Regions from separate parts of the Mus musculus genome. Here all the other regions are linked to region 1. Evidence: chromatin contacts called from public Micro-C and promoter capture Hi-C data. All regions are on one chromosome and are shown on one strand. Each heading gives the region's core, a stretch centred on a gene start, on an enhancer-like site or on the middle of the called end of the contact. The rest is flanking DNA. Distances are from core to core; before and after follow the strand shown. Region 1 holds the start of Rxfp3 (relaxin family peptide receptor 3). Region 2 holds the start of Rai14 (retinoic acid induced 14). Region 3 holds the start of Ttc23l (tetratricopeptide repeat domain 23-like). Region 4 has its middle 58 kb from the start of Tars.

What was found. Promoter capture Hi-C pulls out the DNA fragments that hold promoters and counts their contacts. Hi-C and Micro-C count contacts between places; a contact is called where the count stands out from the background.
Region 2: a contact with region 1 is called in a Micro-C map of embryonic stem cells, with 3 times the contacts expected there. The contact joins the promoter of Rai14 here to the promoter of Rxfp3 in region 1. A contact is called at or near these places in 1 of 39 promoter capture datasets (liver), 2 of 484 Hi-C or Micro-C datasets (both in embryonic stem cells) and 1 of 9 other capture datasets (liver).
Region 3: a promoter capture Hi-C map of liver shows a contact between it and region 1, with 2.5 times the contacts expected there. The contact joins the promoter of Ttc23l here to the promoter of Rxfp3 in region 1. A contact is called at or near these places in 7 of 39 promoter capture datasets (the 3T3-L1 cell line, the C10 cell line, the HPC-7 cell line and 4 more) and 2 of 9 other capture datasets (embryonic stem cells and macrophages).
Region 4: a contact with region 1 is called in a promoter capture Hi-C map of trophoblast stem cells, with 4 times the contacts expected there. The contact joins the enhancer-like site here to the promoter of Rxfp3 in region 1. A contact is called at or near these places in 6 of 39 promoter capture datasets (hematopoietic stem and progenitor cells, hippocampal neurons, liver and 3 more), 1 of 115 datasets of contacts at active chromatin or transcription factors (embryonic stem cells) and 2 of 9 other capture datasets (adipose tissue and embryonic stem cells).

The regions. Positions count from the first base shown.
Region 1 is chr15:11,035,993-11,041,768 of GRCm38.p6, reverse strand. Rxfp3 (relaxin family peptide receptor 3) reads left to right here and starts at 3,801. Exons shown (of 1, transcript NM_178717.3): 1 at 3,801-5,776. The coding sequence starts at 4,485.
Region 2 is chr15:10,713,001-10,718,294 of GRCm38.p6, reverse strand. It overlaps Rai14 (retinoic acid induced 14), which reads left to right and starts at 3,664. Exons shown (of 18, transcript NM_001166408.1): 1 at 3,664-3,772. 4930556M19Rik (RIKEN cDNA 4930556M19 gene) reads right to left here and starts at 3,459. Exons shown (of 7, transcript NR_045063.1): 1 at 3,315-3,459; 2 at 1,521-1,647.
Region 3 is chr15:10,555,111-10,560,533 of GRCm38.p6, reverse strand. Ttc23l (tetratricopeptide repeat domain 23-like) reads left to right here and starts at 1,865. Exons shown (of 13, transcript NM_001378877.1): 1 at 1,865-1,939; 2 at 2,881-2,952. The coding sequence starts at 1,884. It also overlaps the pseudogene Gm8174.
Region 4 is chr15:11,455,332-11,460,566 of GRCm38.p6, reverse strand. No RefSeq gene overlaps it. Among named protein-coding and RNA genes, the nearest start is that of Tars, 58 kb to the right of the region's middle. Within about 2 kb of position 3,141, at least 32 of the 459 cell types and tissues checked have an H3K27ac peak or open chromatin away from gene starts, as enhancers often do. A contact at or near this core is called in trophoblast stem cells, where this site is marked.

The DNA.
Region 1 (5,776 bases), core at 2,552-5,051:
CTAGTAGCAAGAAAGTCAATGTCTAATCCTACCGAGGCTCTGCATGCACATTTCTGGTTCTACCTCCTGGAGGTAATTTATTGATTCTTTTCCCCCCAGTATCTTAACTTGGAGGTTTAAATCATTAATGTTAAATCTTTCTTTTATAAAAAACATGTTGTGTGGTTATGAGCTTCAAGGGTGATCATAACACACACCTTCCCAGCAGGAAAAAAAAATACAGAGAAAAAGCTACAGAATCTGTTGTGTGGAGTGTGTGCCTGAAAAGAAGCACTGAGGAGGTGGGAAGGGTGCCTCTTTTTTTCAGAGAATTAGGCAACCTTTCTCAAAATGGTAGCATTTTTGCCTAAGCTTGAAGTATGAGTAAGACCGAAAATATCTGACGTGGACAAAGAGAGGAAACATTTGCAAGGACATCTTTAACAATGGCAGTGCCAGCCAAGAAACACAGTTTGATATCTGAACTCCCACAGTGATAAACCTTGACAGTCCAAGTAATGGATGGGAAGTTGGAGTGCACCATGGCTGACTTAAAATCAAGCTGCTGAAAAGGGGCACCCTTTCTTCTCCTTTTTCCACAACGTTTATATTCTTGAACAATATCAACAAATTACATATGGTTCAACTCTCCAGGAGGGATCCATAAGGCAATCAACGACATGATGTGGTGTCATTTTTAACAGCACACCTGATGGCTTATGTCACCCTGACAGGCTTTTCTCCCTCATGTTTGTATGCATACACCATCGGAGCAAAACGGGGTCAGCGCTTTGCAGATAAATGGTCCAGAGTCTCGTTTTCTCTGACAATGAGTTTATGTGGAAAGGGAATTTGCCCTTTCGTCATACACTTAGTCAAAAAAAAAAAATCTTACACATTATCTGGGATGCACTTGGAAGAGTAGACTAAGCAATGAAGATCTTTCTAGCTGTGCTGGCCGGTGCTTTGACAACATTCAGTGAGAGGGCCACTGACGAGCAGCCATTCCTGAGGGTTCAGGCTGAATCCTGAGAGAGCTAGTGCTCCCAGCACCTCTGCAGCAGTGCCCCTTCAGATCAACAAGGATTTGAACTGTAGGAGAAAGCAGCCAATCTTCTCCATGGCCCCTGTATCGTTACTCAAGTCACGTGTATAGTGAAGTATCACTGGAGGCCATTGTTCCCAAGAATTCAAAATTATTTACCTAGAGGTTTAGAGTTTACATGGAAATTAGTACAGAGGCTCAAACTTAGAAAAAAAAATTAGAGTCTCCTGGCAGAATGTTCTAATTGTAGATCTCCAGGCTCCTTTTCAACCCTTTTGAGAACCAGAATCTCTGAAGATGGTGTGGGATGTGAAAAAAGTCTGGAAAATGAATTCGAACAAGCTCCCCCCCACCCCAGTAATTTTGATGTTGCATGGCCAGCAACTATCTCAGGCTATTCTGGAGTGCCAGTTACTTCCTTACACAGGGCTCGTGAGGCTAGACAGATCACGTGACTGTGGAATGGACTTGTTATCTGACGGCTCAGGGTCAGCCCCAAGCTTACTCATTCCTAAGCCTGAGAGCCTTAGACCTCTGCACAACCTCTAAGACTTGGAGTGCCCGTTTGAGGAGTGTCATCTGGAGCATCACTGGGAGGTGTGTAAGAATCAGGCTGTAAAGATACAAACACTTACTGGCCTTTGGGACCCTCCTCACTCTAAGATGCCTGTGTAACACTAGCAGCAGGGTATCCCATAGCTACGGTTACAGCCCCTGGGTGACCTGAAACATCCCTCAGCACATGATGGAGGCAGAATTCAGAACCAGGAGATCAACTTACCTCACTACAGATGGAGGCCAGGAGTCTTAGCTTCTGACTCCCTAGGAAAATCTCCCCCTTTGAGCAACAATCAGACATAATGCTCTTAGCAGTATCATCAGCTCCACTGTAGTTTAACTGAGGAGCATCGAGGAGGGTCAAGGCTCTGTAGTTGGGAAGATGCACTGCATCAATGATGAGAGGGGCGTGCACCTAGCCTAAGACAGTATACTATGCCACTTCTGTACACATACTTTTAACTCCTGCCTAAAGGCAATGCCTTTTGGATTATTTTCCTAGAAATGGGAATGAGACCACAAAGGATTTCCCACATCCTCCAGTGCACCGCTCCCCTGACACTGCCTTTAGATCATAGATTCTTAAAAATACAAGAAAGGGGAGTGTTTGCTACAGGCAACACCTTGCCATTTACAGAGACATTTTGGAATACACGGCAGGAGAGAAAACCGTTACTAATATCTAGTGGAGACAGGTCAAGAGTGATGGTCACCTGAGTCAGAATGTCAATGTTTCCAAAACCTGGAAATTATACTTTAGACTAAAATGACTTCTCAGATGAGAGACACACACCAAAGACCCCAGAGGGCCAAACTCATGACTTCATTCTTTTGCTTTGGCAGTTAGCTAAGTGAATCTCTCAGCCTATACCACAGACCTCCAAAGAGCAGAGCACTCGTCAGTATTTCTGAGCTCTATCTAATCCCCTTGGCTTCATTTCTTTAGTGGCCAGAAGTCAATAGGACTCTCTTCTTAATAATATCAGCAGCCCCTATGCTCAGTGTCTGTCTCAGTGTCTGCCTCCTGACAGTCTCAGGAAGTTCAAACTTCATTAGACATGGTTTATGATTCATTTTGCTTTGTTTTTCTACTTATATTACAATCACACAACTCTTAACTATTTGTATCACCCATCTGAGTGTGAACTCTACAGATTGTACTTACCATAAAGTCTTCTAGTCATGGAATAACACCTAACAAAGCGAGGCTAAGTAAGTATTTGTTAGATGAGTGAGCAGACTAAGACCTTTACTGCATAGGACTTTCCGTATCACCACAGGTTTCCTTGGTTTTCAGTAGCCCTTGAAATACAATAAAAAAGAAAGAAATTGGCAGAGGAAGAAAACGCTTTTTTAAAGTGAGAACGTGCGCTTGAAGGCGAGGCTATAAAGCCAGGATGCAAGGAGGGGTCCACAGAAGCACAGAATTACCAGGGCAGAGAACTTCAACATATTAAAACTGATCGAAGGCCAGTTGATTTTTTTTTTTACTGAAGCTCTTGCGACCTCTATTGGTAAAATCGAGAAATGCAGCGTCTGCAGCGAAGTGCCCTTTTAAAGTCCACTTTGGAATTAAGACTGTTTAAGGTTGCCGAGGACCTCTTTTCTCTTTTATTGTTCCTTTGACTGATTACAAGTCTTTATCTCTTTCGCTCCATCTGTCCGTATATCCCCAATTACTGTTAGTAAAGTCAAGTATTATCCCAGAAGTGAGGGCAATTACTGCATGCTTAGCATACTTGTTTTTCAGGTTAGTTCTTCTGTCAAGAAAACACTTCAGCTTCCTTAAGTCCTTCTAAGAGCAACTAACCTGGCATCTAAATAAACTGCAAAGTTGAGACGTAACACGTCTCCCCCTCCCCACGGCCCCCTGTAGCTTCAGTTCTTAAAATATACTCAATTCCAGGCAAACATCAACCCTTAGAATTCTGCCAATCTGACACCAGGTAAGTGTTCAGCTAATTAGAGGGGAGATGGGGCTTCAGTTTGAGTACTAGGAAAAGATTGGTTATTTGATTTAAAGAACAAAGGGTGTTACTATTGTGTAAGTGGGAGAAACAAACTATTGTGTTAAGGTGGGGAGAAAGGAGAAAAAAAAACCTCGTCCTAATAAAAATAAGAAAGGAAGAAAGCAGACTCAGACTCACTCCAGACACCGAGAAAATAAAAGACTAAGACCACTCCTTCTGCAACTTGGAACAAAGGGGAGTTAGTTGCCAGTAGACTCTGCCTCTCCCTGCGTGGCGCGCGGGGTTCAGCACTTCGGAAAGCACCCCCATCTTCTCGCACGGAGATTATGCAAGCTCTTCGGGGCTCTCAGCAGAGGTGGGTGCCAATGTAACTCATCAAACGCTGGCAACTCACTGGGGGTTGACAATATCGGACACACAGAAAACACCAACGGAGCTCCAGGAAGTGATGGCGTGAATCAGCCTTCAGGCAGTCAGAGCGAGACACAGATGTCCACGATCTGTTTTCCTCTAGAAGGAGAGAAACTCCTCCGGGCAACCTCAGAAGCCAACAAAGGTACTGGGAGAGCCGTGCTCCTGAGTAGGGGACTGCATCTAAGTGACAGCAGGAAAGCAGAGGGGTATGACTCAGTCTTAGAGTAGGTAGCTGGAGACTCAGTTCTCACCAGGAGGAACCTTGATCCCCAGCCACTTGCCTAGAACTATCCTCTCTTCTAAACCCACCAAGAACTGATGCTGAGTGCAGCCAACCCCTGCGCCCAAGGCGGTTCTGGGCGCCAACGCGGCTCAGCATCCAGTTTCCAGGAGCCCTTTTGAGCGTCTACATAGAAAGCTCAGGCACCTGCTTTGCGCGCCCGCCTGGGTACCACACCCGGAGCAAGCGCTGACTCTCGGTAGTCGGCTTGCAGAACGTGACTAAGGCGCACCTGAGCATGCAGGTGGCTTCTGCAACCCCCGCGGCCACCGTGAGGAAAGCAGCTGCGGGTGATGAGCTCTCAGAATTCTTCGCTCTGACCCCAGACTTGCTGGAAGTGGCCAACGCCAGCGGCAATGCGTCGCTGCAGCTTCAGGATCTGTGGTGGGAGCTGGGGCTAGAGTTGCCAGACGGTGCGGCGCCTGGGCATCCTCCGGGTGGCGGCGGGGCAGAGAGCACAGACACTGAGGCCAGGGTACGGATCCTCATCAGCGCGGTTTACTGGGTGGTTTGTGCCCTGGGACTGGCCGGCAACCTGCTGGTTCTCTACCTGATGAAGAGCAAGCAAGGCTGGCGCAAATCCTCCATCAACCTCTTTGTCACTAACCTGGCACTGACTGACTTTCAGTTCGTGCTCACTCTGCCCTTTTGGGCTGTGGAGAACGCACTAGACTTCAAGTGGCCCTTCGGCAAGGCCATGTGTAAGATCGTGTCCATGGTGACATCCATGAACATGTACGCCAGCGTCTTCTTCCTCACTGCTATGAGCGTGGCGCGCTACCACTCGGTGGCCTCGGCTCTCAAGAGCCATCGGACCCGAGGGCGTGGCCGTGGCGACTGCTGCGGCCAGAGCTTGAGGGAGAGCTGCTGTTTTTCAGCCAAGGTGCTGTGTGGGTTGATCTGGGCTTCGGCTGCGCTGGCCTCGCTGCCCAATGCCATTTTTTCCACCACCATCAGGGTGTTGGGTGAGGAGCTCTGCCTCATGCACTTTCCAGACAAGCTACTGGGCTGGGACAGGCAGTTCTGGCTGGGTTTGTACCACCTGCAGAAGGTGCTGCTGGGCTTCCTGCTGCCGCTGAGCATCATCAGTCTGTGTTACCTGTTGCTTGTGCGCTTCATCTCCGACCGTCGCGTAGTTGGGACAACAGATGCAGTAGGAGCAGCAGCAGCGCCTGGGGGAGGCCTGAGTACAGCCAGCGCTAGGAGACGCTCCAAGGTCACCAAGTCGGTGACCATCGTCGTCCTCTCCTTCTTCCTGTGTTGGCTGCCCAACCAGGCGCTTACCACCTGGAGCATCCTCATCAAGTTCAACGCCGTGCCCTTCAGCCAGGAGTACTTTCAGTGCCAAGTGTACGCGTTCCCAGTCAGCGTGTGCCTGGCGCACTCCAACAGCTGCCTCAACCCGATCCTCTACTGCTTAGTGCGCCGCGAGTTCCGCAAGGCGCTCAAGAACCTGCTGTGGCGGATAGCCTCGCCTTCGCTCACCAACATGCGCCCTTTCACCGCCACCACCAAGCCAGAACCTGAAGA
Region 2 (5,294 bases), core at 2,415-4,914, 320 kb after region 1:
GCTTCAGAGCTCCATGGTTCTCTCAGCCTGGCTGCTTTTGCCTAGACAGAGAGGGGACTGTGTGCTGAGTCTGCTTCCCATCACTGTAACACAATACTAGAGATAATCAGACTATGAAAAGATAAGCTTTAATTAATTAATTTGGACACTCGAGATGAGGTCTCCTGTAGCCTGATCTGGCCTTGAATTCACCATGAGCATAAAGATGACTTTGTACTCCTGATTCTCCTGCCAAGAGCTGAGATTATTGGCACGTGCTACCCATCACTCCTTGCTGAAAGCCTTATTTTAGTTCACTGTTACGGAGGCTGCACTCCATGATCCGTCGGTCATGACGCTTGCTCTTAGACTTGTGTCAAGCACTGCATGGTGGCCAGCATTCATGGCACCATCAAGCTGTTTGCCTCATGGCCAGGAGCAAAGATAAAAAGCTACTTGAGTGTCACAGACCCCTTCAAGGGCACATGTCTTTGGACTGAAAAGCCTCCCTGTCCCTACTAAAAGTTTCATCATTTTTCAATAGCACAGTCCTGGGGATCATGCCTTGAACACACAATGGACACTTCAGATCCAAACCGCAGCACTGTCCACACACCAAATATTTTAGTTTTAGTGTGCTTTTTCTGAGAGGTCATGGAGTTGAATATTCTGATGTTCTTTCACTGATTAGGAAAGGGAGACCAGAAGAGGCTAAAACACTTCAAGTTCAAAGCCAAAAAAAAAAAAAAAAAAAAAAAAATGGATCTGATCACCTGGCCTCTTTGCTCTTATTATTCATCATATATGCAATATATATTGTGCAACACTTACCTTTCTGGGGGTAAGGCATGCAGGCAAGGAATGCAATGAAGTGGAAACTTAAGGGTACTTTGGAAAGTCAGTTAGGTGGTGTTTTGCTGGGGCAAACATATGAAGGAATCTTTAGCTAACGTGGACACAGGTGAAAGGATGTTTTGAGAGAGCAAACACACAAAAGGATGCTTGATAAAGAAGTATAAATATGACCCCACAGACAGTGGGAGACAGCACTGAGCATTGGTTGGCTTTGCTCCACTTCATTATTCTTTGCTAACAACACACATATATTGGTTCGCCTTACATGGTGTTGTTGAGCTCAACTTGTGATAACGCCGCCATTGAGTAGAACTTCCCAAGAACTGCTTGTGAGGTTCCTGCAACAGCTTGTGGTTTCTGCGGCAGGTTGGTGAGCCCGGCAGGTTCCTCAGGACTGAGATACAGCTGTCTAGTGTCTTCTTACTAAAAGAACTAGACTGTAGCTGCTGGTTTATGCCTGGTGTCTGCCTGCCTAGAGGACTGGTCTACAGCTGCTAAGTCATATTTGGTGTTTGCTACTGAACTGCTGCCAAAGAAGATTGAATTTGCCCCCCAAAACTATTGCTAAGCAGGTCCTCTCTCCCCATATCCTAATAACCTTTCTCTTCCACTACCTCTACTGGGTGGTGGGCTAGAGGAGAGGTTAAACCCGTAATAAAAATGGGTTACAAAAAAGTTATACCTACCATGTAACCTGTTTATCCCATCAGATTTTAACAGTCTTTAGATAGCAGTTACTCACTTCATTCTGGCAGCCAATTCACAGTCCCAGACATGTTCAAAACCTGAGCTCGGTTAGCATTTCTAAAACTCCTGGGCAAAACAAAAACAAAACAATGAGAAGACGTTACTTAACCCCAAACCGATTTCTGTGCAGGAGGAAGCATTTTGAGGGTTGTCTAAGGAAGGTTGAAGACTCTAGAGTACACTGGGTGTTAATTTTGAGTTTGAAAAGATTGAATCTGCAAACGGTTTTGGCACAGTCTCCCCTCCACACAGTGCCTCACACACATCAAACTTGCTGATGGGGGCTGAGTTATAAACTAATGAGGGTAGCACACAAGGCACCTATGGGAACAGGGCAGCGTGAGAAAGGGGTCTTTTCAGGTGACCAGGAAAGATAAGCAGAGGCGAAGACTTGGGTGATGAAAGGCTGGTTAGAGAGACACTTGTTGAATAGTTTAACTACAGTTTGTCGTCGGTTTCCTAAACAATATGCACACACTGGCATTTCCAAAGGAGCCTTTGACAGGCTGTACCACCCTCCCAGCTGCCTCTGATTCAACAAAAAGCAGATCCACAGGTGGTTACCTTTCCTCCAGCTGGAGGATCGGTAGAAGGTACTTAAATACTCTGTTGGTAACTGATTAAAGAACCCAAGATCAAAACCCGGTTAGAAGAAATGGCCCACACTACACAGGGTGCTGTCAATTGTTTCTTTTAGTGTGGTTTTTAGTTCCACATCACATGTGTAAAAGTGTGTATCTTGCTTTGAATTGGCTCCCCACTCCCACTCCCCTGCCCCGCCCCCCCCCCCCAGGGATTCTTTTTGATGTATGGTACTTAGGAAGTAAAGACTATTGAGCTAAAGATGAAGCTTTTGTTTTCTAGTTGGCAAGTTCGCTTGTGAAAGCTAAGGCAAGGTGTTCTCTTAGGGAAAGGAGTGAAGGGGTGGGGTAAAAAAAAACAAACAAACAAAAAAAAACAAACCACCCGATCCGATGGTAACACACAAAGTCAAGATACTGTACACTGATTGCTGTTAGGGTGACTCTCACTTCTGTTGGAACTGGTTGTTTTTCCTCCTTACTTCAGTGGACTTACAGGCGATCCTAGCAAAAATAGCTAGGATCTGCTTACTCTAGAAACCTTTCTGTGCGAAAGACACAACACCAACCAGGAGTCCCATGGAGCTTTGGTGAGTCAAACTTTTTACGATCTAGCTGGCTAGTGGGACTAAAATCCCTGCTTAAATTAGGGGAATAATAGTGAGATTTCAAACCCTCAGAATTAATGGAAGGGTCGATTCGGTTCAGAGGTCCGGTCCTGGTGGTCTGGGGGAGGGAAGCTTTACCGGATCTCAGGACTTCCAAACTCAAGACACCCCGCTGAGGGCGCTCCTGCCCCTATCTAGCCGGCCAGTCCAGGCTGTAGATAGTCTCCCAAGCCCTGAGCAGAACACAACTAAGTTTTGTCTTACACCTGAGGAGTGTTAGGAAACAGTCGCTCCAACCAACTGGTTTAGCCCAGAAAATGTAAGTACATTCTGGTTTACTTTCTTTTCGTTCACACTGGAAATGGAACCGATCTCAGTCTGGTTCAGAGGGGGCTTGGGTCGGTGACTCGGCTTTTCCTAAGACTACAGATAACTTTGGAAACTGACCAGAAACAAGTACTTTTTCCGAGCCCTTATCCTACCCCAGCGGTGGAACCCGCATACCGCGGATCTCACTAACTTCAAGTTAAGGTGTGAGACAGACCCACGCAGAAGGATTCCCACGATCCGCAGAAACGCAAGCGTGGACGTCCGGGACGCGCCGCGGGCCGGGGCGTGGGCGGTCGCAGAGCACCTCCCGCAGGTCCAGGGAGCAGCTCCGGGGCCAGGTCACCTGACTCCCGGAATTTGGGGCCGCGCGGAGTGGGAGTGGCTAGCAACTCCCTCCTGGAGCCCACGGGATCCAGGTCGGGGGCCGGCGCCCGGCGGCCACGTGGTGGTGCTGCCGTTGCCCCCGCCCTGCCGGCGGAGCCCCGGAGCTGAGCGCCCACTGACCCCGCGTCGGGAGGAGGAGGAGAAGGAGGAGGAGGAGGAGGAGGAGGAGGAGGAGGGACCCAGCGCAGGAAGCCGAGCAGGAAGCGAGCCCGGCAGCCGCACTTTCCTGGGGAAGCGGCGGGCGGGACGGCCAGCGGGGCCAGGAGCTGAGGCCGCCGCTTGGATGGGGTGAGTGGCGGCGGCGAGGCTGGGGTGCGGGCTCTGGACTCGGTCCCCGCCTTTGTGTCTGGGGCTGCGCAGAGCTCCGGGCGCCGAGAGGAGCGGGCGGGAGTTTTGGTCTGGACAGAGCTTTGGCCGCTCACTGACCACGGAAGACAGTTGGAAGGGGGGGTGGGGTGGAGGAACGGGAGGATAGTGGGGATCTGGCAGAAAGAGAGAGAGGTGCGACCTAGTTTGGAAAGGGGGTTCGCCTCCTCTGGCGGTCTGGTGCGGGACAGTGGCGCGGGGTGTCTGCGGAGGGAGCGCGGGTGGGAATGAATGACCGGACCCGAGAGGACGCTGTGGCTGCGCCCCCGGGGCAGCCCGTCCCACTTTCGTGCCCTGCCCCGGGTCCGGTGCCCCAGTCCTTGCTCCCTGGCTCGACCCACCTCTTGACTGAACTTGGAAAAGCCGGAGACGGGAGGTGGGAGCGAGAGACGCCCGGTGGCTCTGGAGACCCACAGTCCGCTATTGTTCCTTTACGGACTCAAGGGAGCTGGTGAGCTGTCTGGAGGGCGCAGGCGAGACCACCCTGGGCCTGCCACTACCCCTTACCCCCAACTCTCCTTGTCATTTTCCCCCACCACAGCTCCTAGGAGGGCAGGGAGGAGGATGCTGGAGTTGGGAAACATTCCAAGCTGCTGGGCTTAGGTCGGCATCCTTCGCGACCCGTCCGGGAGGGCAAGCATCCATCCTTCTTTCAACTCTCGCCTACTGTCTTGGGCCAGTTTGTGTCGCCAGTTTAGGTTCTGCAGTTTCCAGTAGTTTTTCATTTTGGATTTCACATTTCCTTTGGTGGAGGGGGGTTAAGTATGGAAAGGCAACAGATGGGGAGATTAAAGCAGATGGAGCCCACTGTGACTTAAAGAGGCAGGGGTGACCTCACAGAGGCCTGAGCTTTATATAAAGCCAGGCTTTCTTTTCTAAGGAGCCCAGCTCAGCTCAACTTTACGTCGTTACCAAGTATGCAGATGCAAGGCCACTCACTTCGTACCTGCTCCTTCCCTTCACTCTGAACTCTGGTGATTTGAATGCTATCGGCTTTAGGAAGAATAGCGCAGAGCAGAGCTGCCTGGGACTAGAAGACTGCTTATTGTCTGGGGTATGAGATCTCAAGGTTGTGAAGGCTGGCCTAGAGAAGAACAAGGTTTGTCCCTTTAGCGGATCTAGCGTTTGCTCTTTTAGCGAGAACTTGCATCTCCTATGGGTTTGAACGGAATTGGAAAAAAGCCTGTGAATCCCAGGGAGGTTGGACTTCGCTTTGTCCCACCAGTGCTGGGCCCTTGCTTACACGTGAGAAAGCGAGTCGTTTTGTTTTGTTTTTGACTGATGGGTTTAATTTTTAACTGTTAATGATAACTTACTATCGGAGTCTTTTCTCCCTTAGGCTTATAAGACAGCCAATTTTATCAGAAGAAATCCCATTCTTGTTGACTAAGTACTGGGAGAGACATCCTGTGCGGGGCTGTCAGTTTTTTCTCCAACTGTGGAG
Region 3 (5,423 bases), core at 616-3,115, 480 kb after region 1:
CAAGGAGTAAGAAACCCTGGACCACCCACCCCAGCAAGGACACTGAGAGCAAGAGAGAGGCCCTCGGTTGCTGAGGAGTCCCTATCCCAACTTGGCCCCCAACACTGAGCATCTCCCTCACAATTTCCACCCCAGACCCCCATAACAGGAGGGTCCTAGGGAGCCCTCCTTACTCTCTTGAATACCATCAATAAAGTTCGCTGCACCCAAAAAAAAAAAAAAAGAGTGAGTGTGTGAGTAGACATACAAGAACTAACTATGGTGACTAACGGCACTCCATTTCAGAGTTAGCTATGGTGACTAACAGCACTCCACTCCATTTCAGAGTTAGCTATGGTGACTAACGGCACTCCACTCCATTCCAGAGTTAGCTGTGGTGACTAACGGCACTCCACTCCATTCCAGAGTAAGCCAACAAGCCTCAGTTCATACACATTACTAAAATTTACATTTGAGGGACAGGGTTAAGATGGCGCGGAAAGAAAAAGAATCGGAGACTTGTAATGTTGAGACTTTAAGGTTGTGTGACTTTGCTTTGTAACTTTGCAGATGAAAGCAACTTGCTTCTTTTCTGTTCAGGGCTAGTTAAATGGAGGCAGACTCATCATCACCTTTAGGAAGGGGAATTTAGTGTCAATTCTGGTACCACACTAACAGTCACAATGATCGGCAAAAACAAGTATTTGGAATAAAGAAACTTTCCCTTCACAGGTTTAAGATTTTGACTTGATGGTGTCTGACTTTATTAAGGGAAATGAGTCTTAGATAATATAAAAATAGACTCTTCTTTTAAAATGTTAAATATCAGTCATGGGGTCACAAAAATCTTCATAGAATCCTAGAACCAAAGAAGCTTTAGAGAGCAAAGGGTACATGTACACTTATAGTGTAGTCAAAGCAACGGATACCCACTGGATGGGACCTACACCAAACCTAGGAGTCAAAACGGCAACCCTCCCATCCTGAAACCACGTTTATCACTCTGGCCATCATTTCATGCTGAAGCTTCTCTTAGAAACCAGAGAAAAAGACAGGCTGGGATCTTTCCAGACGTAGGCACTTTAGGGTACAGAGTTAACCCTTGATTGACAGACCATCAGCGTTTATCACATACGAAAGCAAACTCAGTTAAATCCTCCTGCCTCGAAAGGCTTTCTTGACATTCTAGAGTCAGTGATGAATTTCCACTCCAGATACGTAAGAACAAATGCAAAGCATACAAAATAACTGTGAATTGCTTTTCTCCACAGGCGTTCTTTTTAAAACAGGAGGGACTTACCTGCTCAGTTGTTAAGAGCCTAGTGCATAGTATGATTCATTATATCACTTTCAAATGTGTGCCACAGCGAGTGTGCTCTTGTGTGCTCTGTGACCTTGTGGTACAAACCTGCGTGTGGTGTTTGCCACATGTGCCTTTCTCCCTGAAATCTTAACCATTGGACATGTATTGGCCCATTCCTGAATCTCCCTGTACTGTTTTCTTCAACAAGCGTGACTCTAACCCTTACCCAAGGAGGTAACACTGACCGTGACCCTAGAACACCTGGAGAATGAACGTTGCTTCAGGAAAGGGGAGGACTGGCTAGCCAATCATTGCTGAAAACTCGCATAGACATGGCAGTTTTAAAACCATCAGGCCCCTGAAGCCTGCAGCTCCTTCCTTTCTTCCACGGGATCTTCCTTCATCTTCAAGAAATAATGTCCTTGTGCGACAAGGCACTGCAAGACCACTCAGCAGCAGTAAGGATGAACGCCAGGGTTTGCCTTGGCTGGCCGAAAGTGCCTCCTTTTGGTGCTCCCTGCATCAACCTTAAGGCAGTGTTCCATTCCCATGGCAACGCATTGTCTCCAGATCCAGAAGCCCAGCTTCAGCGAGACTCCTCATGGCCCGGGCACCCGCACAGGCCCGAGGTAGCAGAGGTCTGAACTGCCTGGCCCGGTGAGCAGGCTGGGAAGGTGTTTCTGTGTCAGTGAGCCAGAAGAGCTCACCAGCTTCTGGAGCAGGGGCCCAGAACGCAGGCAGGGAAGATGGTAGCCGAGCTCCAGGGGCGTCCACAGTTAGGAAGCAACAATAGAAATGCCAGGGATGAGCATCGAGAGATTTGTCCTAGAGGGGGGCCAAGTGTGGTGTCCTAGTCCATCCAGGATCCAGTGCAACTGCGTGGGAACTGTGTGTGGGGCTTTGAGAGTTCAGAATGTGAAAAAAGTAGGACTTAGAAAAGGGAAGTTAGCCCTTCTGTCCACCCCCTATCCCCACCCCACCCTTTTTCCCCCCCAAAGTTGGGTGTTCTGGAGCCTGGATCAAGGAAAGTTACCACAGTATTCTTCAGGGTACGACTTGGATGGTGTTATTAATCAGTAAGGTGTGCATTTAAGGGTTAGGGATAATATAGAGAAATACATTCCACAAATTATTAACCACATCCCGCATCTTCCCACGGGGTCACTTAGTCAACAGCTGACAGTAGCAGCCTAAGTAGTTTTAGCCTCTTAACTAGAACTTCCGATTAAATAGTGACATGACTCCTGGAAAAGAAATTTTTTATTTGGCTTTTCCTTAGCGCAGCCAAACAATATTTGGGTTGAATAGGTCGCCATAGTTTGGATGATCCAGTAGAGGTAAAAGGTGTGTGGTTTAAGAAATGCTTTTAAAAGAACTTTGGAGATGTAATCTAGAGTAGAAGTTAGGGAAACTAAATCTAACCCTGATAAGCACCTTCAGTTTTTCTTAGGAGTCTCTAAACATGGGTCTGCATAGTCCGTTTGTAGATTTATATTTAGCACTTTTAATTTAAAGTCAGTAGCATCCACCGGAGGGCAATTAGAACAGATGTCTAAGCCCTTTCCCCCAAAGCTTACCTCACACGTGACTCTTGGTAGGAAGATGCAAGCCAACCCCATCTGCATTCCAACTGTTAGCAATGACGCCGACTGGGACTTCTGCTTCCACCTGTAAGTACTGACAGTGCCTTGACAAGATGCAGCTCACTGGCCAGAAAGGGTAGGACTTCCCATTTTAAGGAAAGCCCAAGTCAAGAGCTCTGTGAGCACTTTCCACAGAAGAGAAAGGTCCACAGCTGGACTGTATGTTAATATTAAGCATCCAGTCAGGTTGACAACCTCTCAAAGAGGGACGAAAAAAATTTCTTTTCTAATTTATGAAGATTTACAAAAATAAAGATTTACAAAAATAAAGATTTACAAAAATATGAAGGTTTACAAAAATAAAGCATTATTACAACTCTAGTAAAGCCAGTGAGGGAAAAAAAAAACATAACAAACCCAACGAGTAAGATCTCATGAAATAAAGAGGCAATGGACAAATAAAAGCAGTTTTAGATTTATTTTTACTATTTTAAATTATGTCTTGTGGGGGGGAGGCAGGGAGGGGCAGGGATGTGAAAGAGGAATGGATGCCTGTGGATGCCAAAGGAGGATGTTGGATACCCCGGTGCTGTAGTTACAGAGAGTTGTAAAGGACCTGACATGAATTCTGGGAACTGAGCTTGTGTCTTCTGGAAGAGCAGTGAGTGCTTTAACAAGTCCTACTGAGCAGATCCTGTGTGCCTCTCCCCTACATCAGGGCCGCATTATATAGCTGCTAATTATAAATCAAAGGGAGTGGAAGCAGTTTGGCCGAAGTCGTGCAGCTAGTTAGTGGCATTTAATACAGGTAGTCTATTTTTTAACCATTATCCATTTCTCTATATGGAGATCTCTTACTCTTGGCACTATTGACATTTTGAGTTAGAAAACTCTTTGGGAGGTTTCAAAGCATACTTTGCCTTTACCCATTAAATGCCAGTAGCAATGCCTGGTTAGTAGCAAAAATTCTGCCAAATCCACCCAGGTGGCAGAATCAGCCTTAAATGAGAACCCTGCTTTGTACAATGGCCCTTGTGTAGTCATACAGCAGGAACAATGGCTATCAACCGCTTCTATCCTTTAAACTTTTCTGATAGACATAATAAAATGTGGACATAAATAAGTGTATTTAACTTTAATGCTGTCTTATTTCAGTATATTTAAGATACTATATACAACTGCTGAAAAATTGTATAATAGTGAGTCATAATAATTTAGCCTATTTTCCCATTTTTGAGAAGATCTTAACATTCACTAGTCATATTTCCCACTCATAATAGCCACCTGTGGCTAGTGGTTATCTCATTGGAGAGAGATTATATAATACATCATAAAATACCTTAAAGTTAAATGTTATAGAACTGTGAAAAATGGACTTAAAAAATGTAGCATTCCAAAGCTCAAGAGATCTCTCAGCAGTGAAGAGCACACACACTCCATGCTTCCAAAGGACCAGAGTTCAATTCATGGCTCCCATGTGACAGCTAATAGTTGTCTGTAACTTCAGTCAGGAGATCCAAACCCTCTTCTGGCCTCCACATGCATGCCCAAGGTGCACTGACATACATACAAGCAAGACACTCATAAAATAAAGATAAATAAACCTTTTTAAAATATAGAGTTCACAATTTAGCATCATGGGGATAACCAAACTATATATTACCAATCAGGATTCATATTTATGATGTCAACAGACAGAATGTGTCACAAGTCTAGGAAGTTTTCATTCAACTTGCCATTCCTTTTATTCTGCTTTCTTGTGAGATACCTCAATTGTCATGAATAATTGTTGTGAGATATCTTAAACGTCATGTCTTAATTGCTAACTATTTTATTTTATTTTATTTTATTTAGCTGAATGTTCAAAGCTAGCTCAGGGCTATTGTCAAATCGCCTTCAAAGACCTCATTGATTGACATTTTTTTTGAGATTATAGTTGAAGGCAACTGCCTTGATCTCAGCACAATCTCATTCAAGACTTAATTAAAAATATTAGAGCTTACAATTTTTAACAACCATACTAGTAACCTCTTTCGTGAATTAATGGATTTAACTTCTGTACCACATCTGTGGAATAAGCAGCTCAAGGAACATTTCCTAGTGGGTGGAAACTATTCTTTCCATGAGCTGTTCTGAGTTTATAATCTCTTGTCACAGGTTTCCCAAGTGCTCCTTGGTATTTAAACACTCCGAAGACGCGTGTTCTTTTTCATACCATTCTTGTCCACAGTGTAGCGATTTGTTTGAATTTGCTGTGAGCTGGATAGGCATTAGGATTTGAGGAATAAGTGTGATTCAGCCTCAGCCTCGGAGGAATTGACCTTTAGAAGGCCAAGAAGACTCCCAGGGGGGGGGGAGCGGGTGTGTGGGGGGTGTTGTTTGGTGAGAGAGGAATGTCAGACTATAATGTGAATTGAATTTTAATAGAAATTTGGAGACATTTTGCAACCCCTTTGGAGTGTCTTTTTAGTGCCTAGAGAATTCTTACAATGTATATTCAACCCCCTTTCCTACCCATCCAACTTTGTCTTCTATAAACAAACAACAAAATAATATCA
Region 4 (5,235 bases), core at 1,892-4,391, 420 kb before region 1:
GGCTCATGCTGTTGTTTGATGTGCTTTAGGGCCCCTTCCTATAGGGCGCTGGCCTTAAGTGGGAGGAAAGTTAAATGGAAATGTGGTGATTTTGTCATTTTATCTTTAGTAGCCTTCAAACTACACACAGTGAATGACTGAATTTTCCAAAGGAAAACGTCACCCATGTTCTCAGAGCGTGACCTCTGCGTGACAAACAGAACACTTATTTTCATTTCCTGGGCTGAAATTTTTTTCTTTTTAGTCTATGTATTGCTACTTCTCAGATGTTAGAAAGAGGCCATTGTTTATTAAAACACATTTTCATTGTCCTTGTAAGTTACTACAGTAGAGTAGCTGGCTAGAGAAAGGGCCTCTCAGAGCCTAGGCTGGCCTCGGGCTTACTGCGTGCCTGAAGTGTCCTAGAACCTCCCTCCCAATCCTCCTGCCTCCACTTGCCAAGTGTTAACACTACAGTTGTGTCTTCTGTCTCACATCTGTACCGTATTGCTGTCCTGGCTTATCTTTGCTAATTCTCCTTGGTTCTGGATTTTATGAGCCCTGGCTTTTGCAGGATATACACCTTATATGCAGTTCGTTTCTGACCATGGGAGACGTATGACATCACAGGGATGATGTGAGCACTGGCTCACTGGCTGGAGTCAGACTGCTAACATCTCCATTGCCTTCTTGGAGCTCAGCAGGGGTGGGGGTGGGGGGTGGGGGGTGTCCTTGATTCTTCTGGCTTTGGGGAGTCATATATATCCCTTGCTCATGGCCACCGTCCTCAACAGAGGATTCAGTTCTTCATGACAGAGAAGATACTGTAGCTTGTATTATGGTAAGGTGAGAAGCAGATGGAGAGGAAATTTCTTATAATCTGTCTTAAGGAAATGGAATATAAAATACATAGTCAAACAAACATAAGGAGAAAAAGACACTAAGGAGAAAAAGTTGGTACATAATCAATACTTTCCCATTAATTTTGCTCATCCCTTCACAAATATCAACACAAGAATTTTTCTATTTCTGTGCCATGTGTTTTTAAGGACAGATTCTGTCATCTCTGACTCTTGCATAATTATTCTGACTTCATTACCTACTAGAGTGTCTGGTATGTGGCATGAGTAAGTGCTCATCAGGTTACTTGAACTGAATTCAAAGCCTGACCTAGAGTTCTTTGGAAGTTTTCTGGATAATATGTGGCATATATTAGCATAACTTCCAAGCGTGCAGCCAGTTACCATCAAAGGAAACCTTGCGTGAGATTGTTTCTTTTCCAGATTTTTCAACTAACATGCTTTTTTTTTTTTTTAACTTTTTCCAATTTTTTATTAGGTATTTTCTTCATTTACATTTCTTTTTTCAATCTTTCATTAGATATTTTCTTCATTTACATTTCAAATGCTATCCCGAAAGTCCCCTATACCCTTCCCCCCCCCCCTGCCCTGCCCTGCTCCCCTACCCACCCACTCCCATTTCTTGGCCCTGGCATTCCCCTGTACTGGGACATATAAAGTTTGCAAGACCAAGGGGCCTCTCTTTCCGATGATGACCGACTGGGCCATCCTCTGCTACATATGCAGCTCACGGTCTTCTATTGGATAGAACAGGGCCCCCAATGGAGAAACTAACATGCTTTTAAAAAATGAGTTTCCCATCTCCAAGCAGCAGGAGTAATCTCAAGAAATGAGGAAAAATCACAATGAGTTGTGCCTCTTAAGCTTTTATTTCATATTTCACCGATGTGAAGTTGATATGTTATCCCAGAAACCTGGGCAGTAGACATCAAGTATGTCCTCTACAGAAAAAGCTTGTAACTTTATCACTACCTTGGTAATTAAGGTACTCTGCCGAAGTTCACATTCTGTAATGTACTCTAAGCAAGAGTTTAACTTTGTTATTACTTCCATCAAATCACAGGTATATATATGGAAGGAATGGCTCAGTGTTAAAGAGCACTGACAGTTCTCCCAGAGGACCCCGGTTATAGTCCCTGTAGCTGTGTGTCCTGTAACTTCAGTTCTAAGGAATCTGACCCCCTCTTCTGACTTCTTCAGGCACTACATGCACAGAGATACCTATCCCACAAAATAAGTAAAAATTAATCAGGTTTATTATTTTTGACTGTAGTTAAAAACAAGGCAATCACCTTAGGTTATATAACTTGGGAAGGTTTGTGTCATTTAAAGATGAGGCCTATATACAAGTCTAACTTGATTATAAAAGTAGTTAAAACAACAACAAAAAAGTGCCCATGTATAACCACAACTTGAAAATACAGAGAGAACTGTGTGCTTACTTTTGAATAGCTCGTGCACATTAATGTAATCAAGGGAGAAAAAGTGTTGGAAAGACTAAAAATACATATTTCTAGTAATGCAAATAGTGTTTATGACCCTATTTATAAGCTTTTAAAGACGTTGTTAGCACTGGGTACCAAGTCAGTTTCTAGCCAGGTCCTGGCAATGAAGTAATTCTCACAGTTAATAAAATACATAGTGAGAACAGGATATGAATTTATGCCTCCTGAGAATTATTGCACTCACAAACGAGCATGCCAGCATAGCAGCTTTGGGCACCTCCAAGGACAGAAAACACCTGGAGGCTAGTTTAACACAGGAAGAAGCTGCAGAAGCAGATAGACCACCTTCCAGGTGGCTGACAAGAGTTGCTTTCTTGGGGAAGCCAAAGGACCCTGAAAGGAGGTGAATGTGCTGGAGATACCAGGAAGTCATGTGGAAATAGGAGATGGGTTGTTTTTTTAAAGGGAAAAACTGTAGTTTGAGGTTGTCACATAATCTACATAAACTAAACAGACCCAGAAGAATAATATAAATGGGGAATTTTTACTCACTCTTGAGTGAGTAACATCGTAAACTCTCTTCCTGTTCTTTTCAGTGTTCCAGGAGGTGACAGGGGTGTGGAGAACAATAGATTCTCACATTTGCTTACAGTATATTTGCTCTGGGGCTGATTGTGTCAGGTATGAATCCAGTATAAGTTGGAGGAAAGGGCGAGGAGATGAGCAAACCCTTCCCCAAAGAGCAATGAACACTGAGAAACAAAGGCTGTAACGTGAACGACTGAGACGTGTAGATCGCAGAACTTGTGGGTGAGTCATCGCTCCATCACTACAGAGACACTAAAGGTCATGTTACTGGCAGTATGGAAAGCCTACGGAAGAAAAATCCCCAGTTTGTTATACTCTGTAGTACATGTGCTGTACAGAATGATACCAGTGGAAAATTTCCATTTAAAAATATGGAAATGACAGAAACTTCTAGAATACCGAAAAAAAAAATCACCACCGAGAGGTGGGACTCAAGGGTGGAGAAGAAATTCCACATGAAGGCCATTGCTTTCATTGTAAAGCTCACATATTTCATCTTGAACATGCTTCTTCAAGTCTATATTTCTCAATGCTTTTAATAAAACACAGTTTATGAACATAAATTGAAAACTTAGCCACCATGAAATGAGACAGAGAATTACGCAAATGAGCTAGGAAGGGCATGATTATTGTATTAGAAAGCAATTGCTCTGAGGGCTAATTAGCAGGCAGAGCGCAGTTGAAAAGAAGAAAACAAATTTCTTGCAGTGCTGCATGGGCATGAATAATTGTTTTTATATGTACAGATGTTCTGCGTGTATTATGTGTGTGCAGCAACTATGTGCCTGGGGCCCATGGAGGCCAGCACGGGGGCTTAAAGCCCCTGGAACTGAAGTTACAGCCAGTTATAAGTCACCATATAGGGGCTGGAAGTTGATTCTGGGTCATCTTGAAGAGTGACCAGTACACACATATACACATACATGTGGGTGCACACACACATACACACACACACACACACACACACACACACACACACACAGAGAGAGAGAGAGAGAGAGAGAGAGAGAGAGAGAGAGAGTAAAAGGATGGTGATTTAAGAACACCATCAATGCCTTAAGGCTCCAGGGCAGACCCACTGACTCAGAGTCTGTACTGTTGATATCAAAGTGTCTATGTTCCTAAAGTTGTACGACTAATTATAATACCTCACCACAGGGTTGGCACTATGGTATGTATGCCTGTAAACCCAGAACTTGGGAAGCTGAGACAGGACTCTTACAAGTTTAAGCCTTGCCTATGCTACATATGAAGACCCTGTTTCAAAAACAAACAAAAAAAAAAAAAGGAAAAAAAAAGATTTTAAAAAGTCACTTAAGAGCGTGTAAGGCAATCCATGGATATAAGTCTGCCTAGTCTTTGCTGTTTGTGAAAGAGCACTGAGGTCCACATTAAGCATTTGAGGGTGAAGCCAGTCTTTGACCACATGTTCTCCATATGACGTGAGCAAGTTCCTGTGGATCCTATGGGAGGTTTTGTTTCCTTACTTGTAAAGTTCACAGAACAATACACCTCCTCACTCACACTTTTATATGCGTTAAACCACCACTTAGCATGCCATGCCAGAGAGATTGGGCGGAAATACTTCAAATACTATCTGCTTAGAGTTTACCACCTCTGGAGCACGTTGTTTTCATCAGTCCTGTTAGCTAAATGAGGAAGGGAGGCCTAAGCCCACCAACGACCCTTGCAAGAAAATTACTAACATTAAGCTACTTAAATTTCTCTCTAATAACTCAATCGAGCAAGTGGGTAGGATGACATAAAGAAACTAAAATATGAACTTCTTCATTTTAAAATGAAAGATAATCTAGTCATGAGCGCTTGTGACACTCAGCCTACACATCACTGAAACAAACAAACAAACAAACAAAAAAAAAATTTAAGAAACCTGTCTGAAAAAAATAAAAAAGCATGAAGCTCTAAAAGCTGTCCCGTCATCACGTTAACACCATCTCGTCAGGGGAACACTAGCAAACGTGTGTGTTAGTGGAGCGGCTGTTGCAATAAATCCTTGGAGGACCGATCGAAAAGGGGGGAAAATTCCTCGAACATTTATGAAAATGTTTTTCTTGGTTTGGTAATAAATGTTTATAACACTGGGTGTTTGCCAGCGTGGCTTTCCTTATACAATAGCTTTGTGAACATTTTTAAACTATCACAGGAACCGGCGCTAGGAAGGAGCTGGGAGGATAAAATGAACAGTCAGTAATATTCTTTCAGAGGACTGGACTGCATGAACATTTCCAGATTTGATTGCTATGAGTCACAAATTCCAAAGGCCTAATCCTTCTCCCTATCACAGTACAGTTAGATTTCACCAGTCCCTGCGGAGAGATAGAGAACCAGCTCTTTGCAAACAT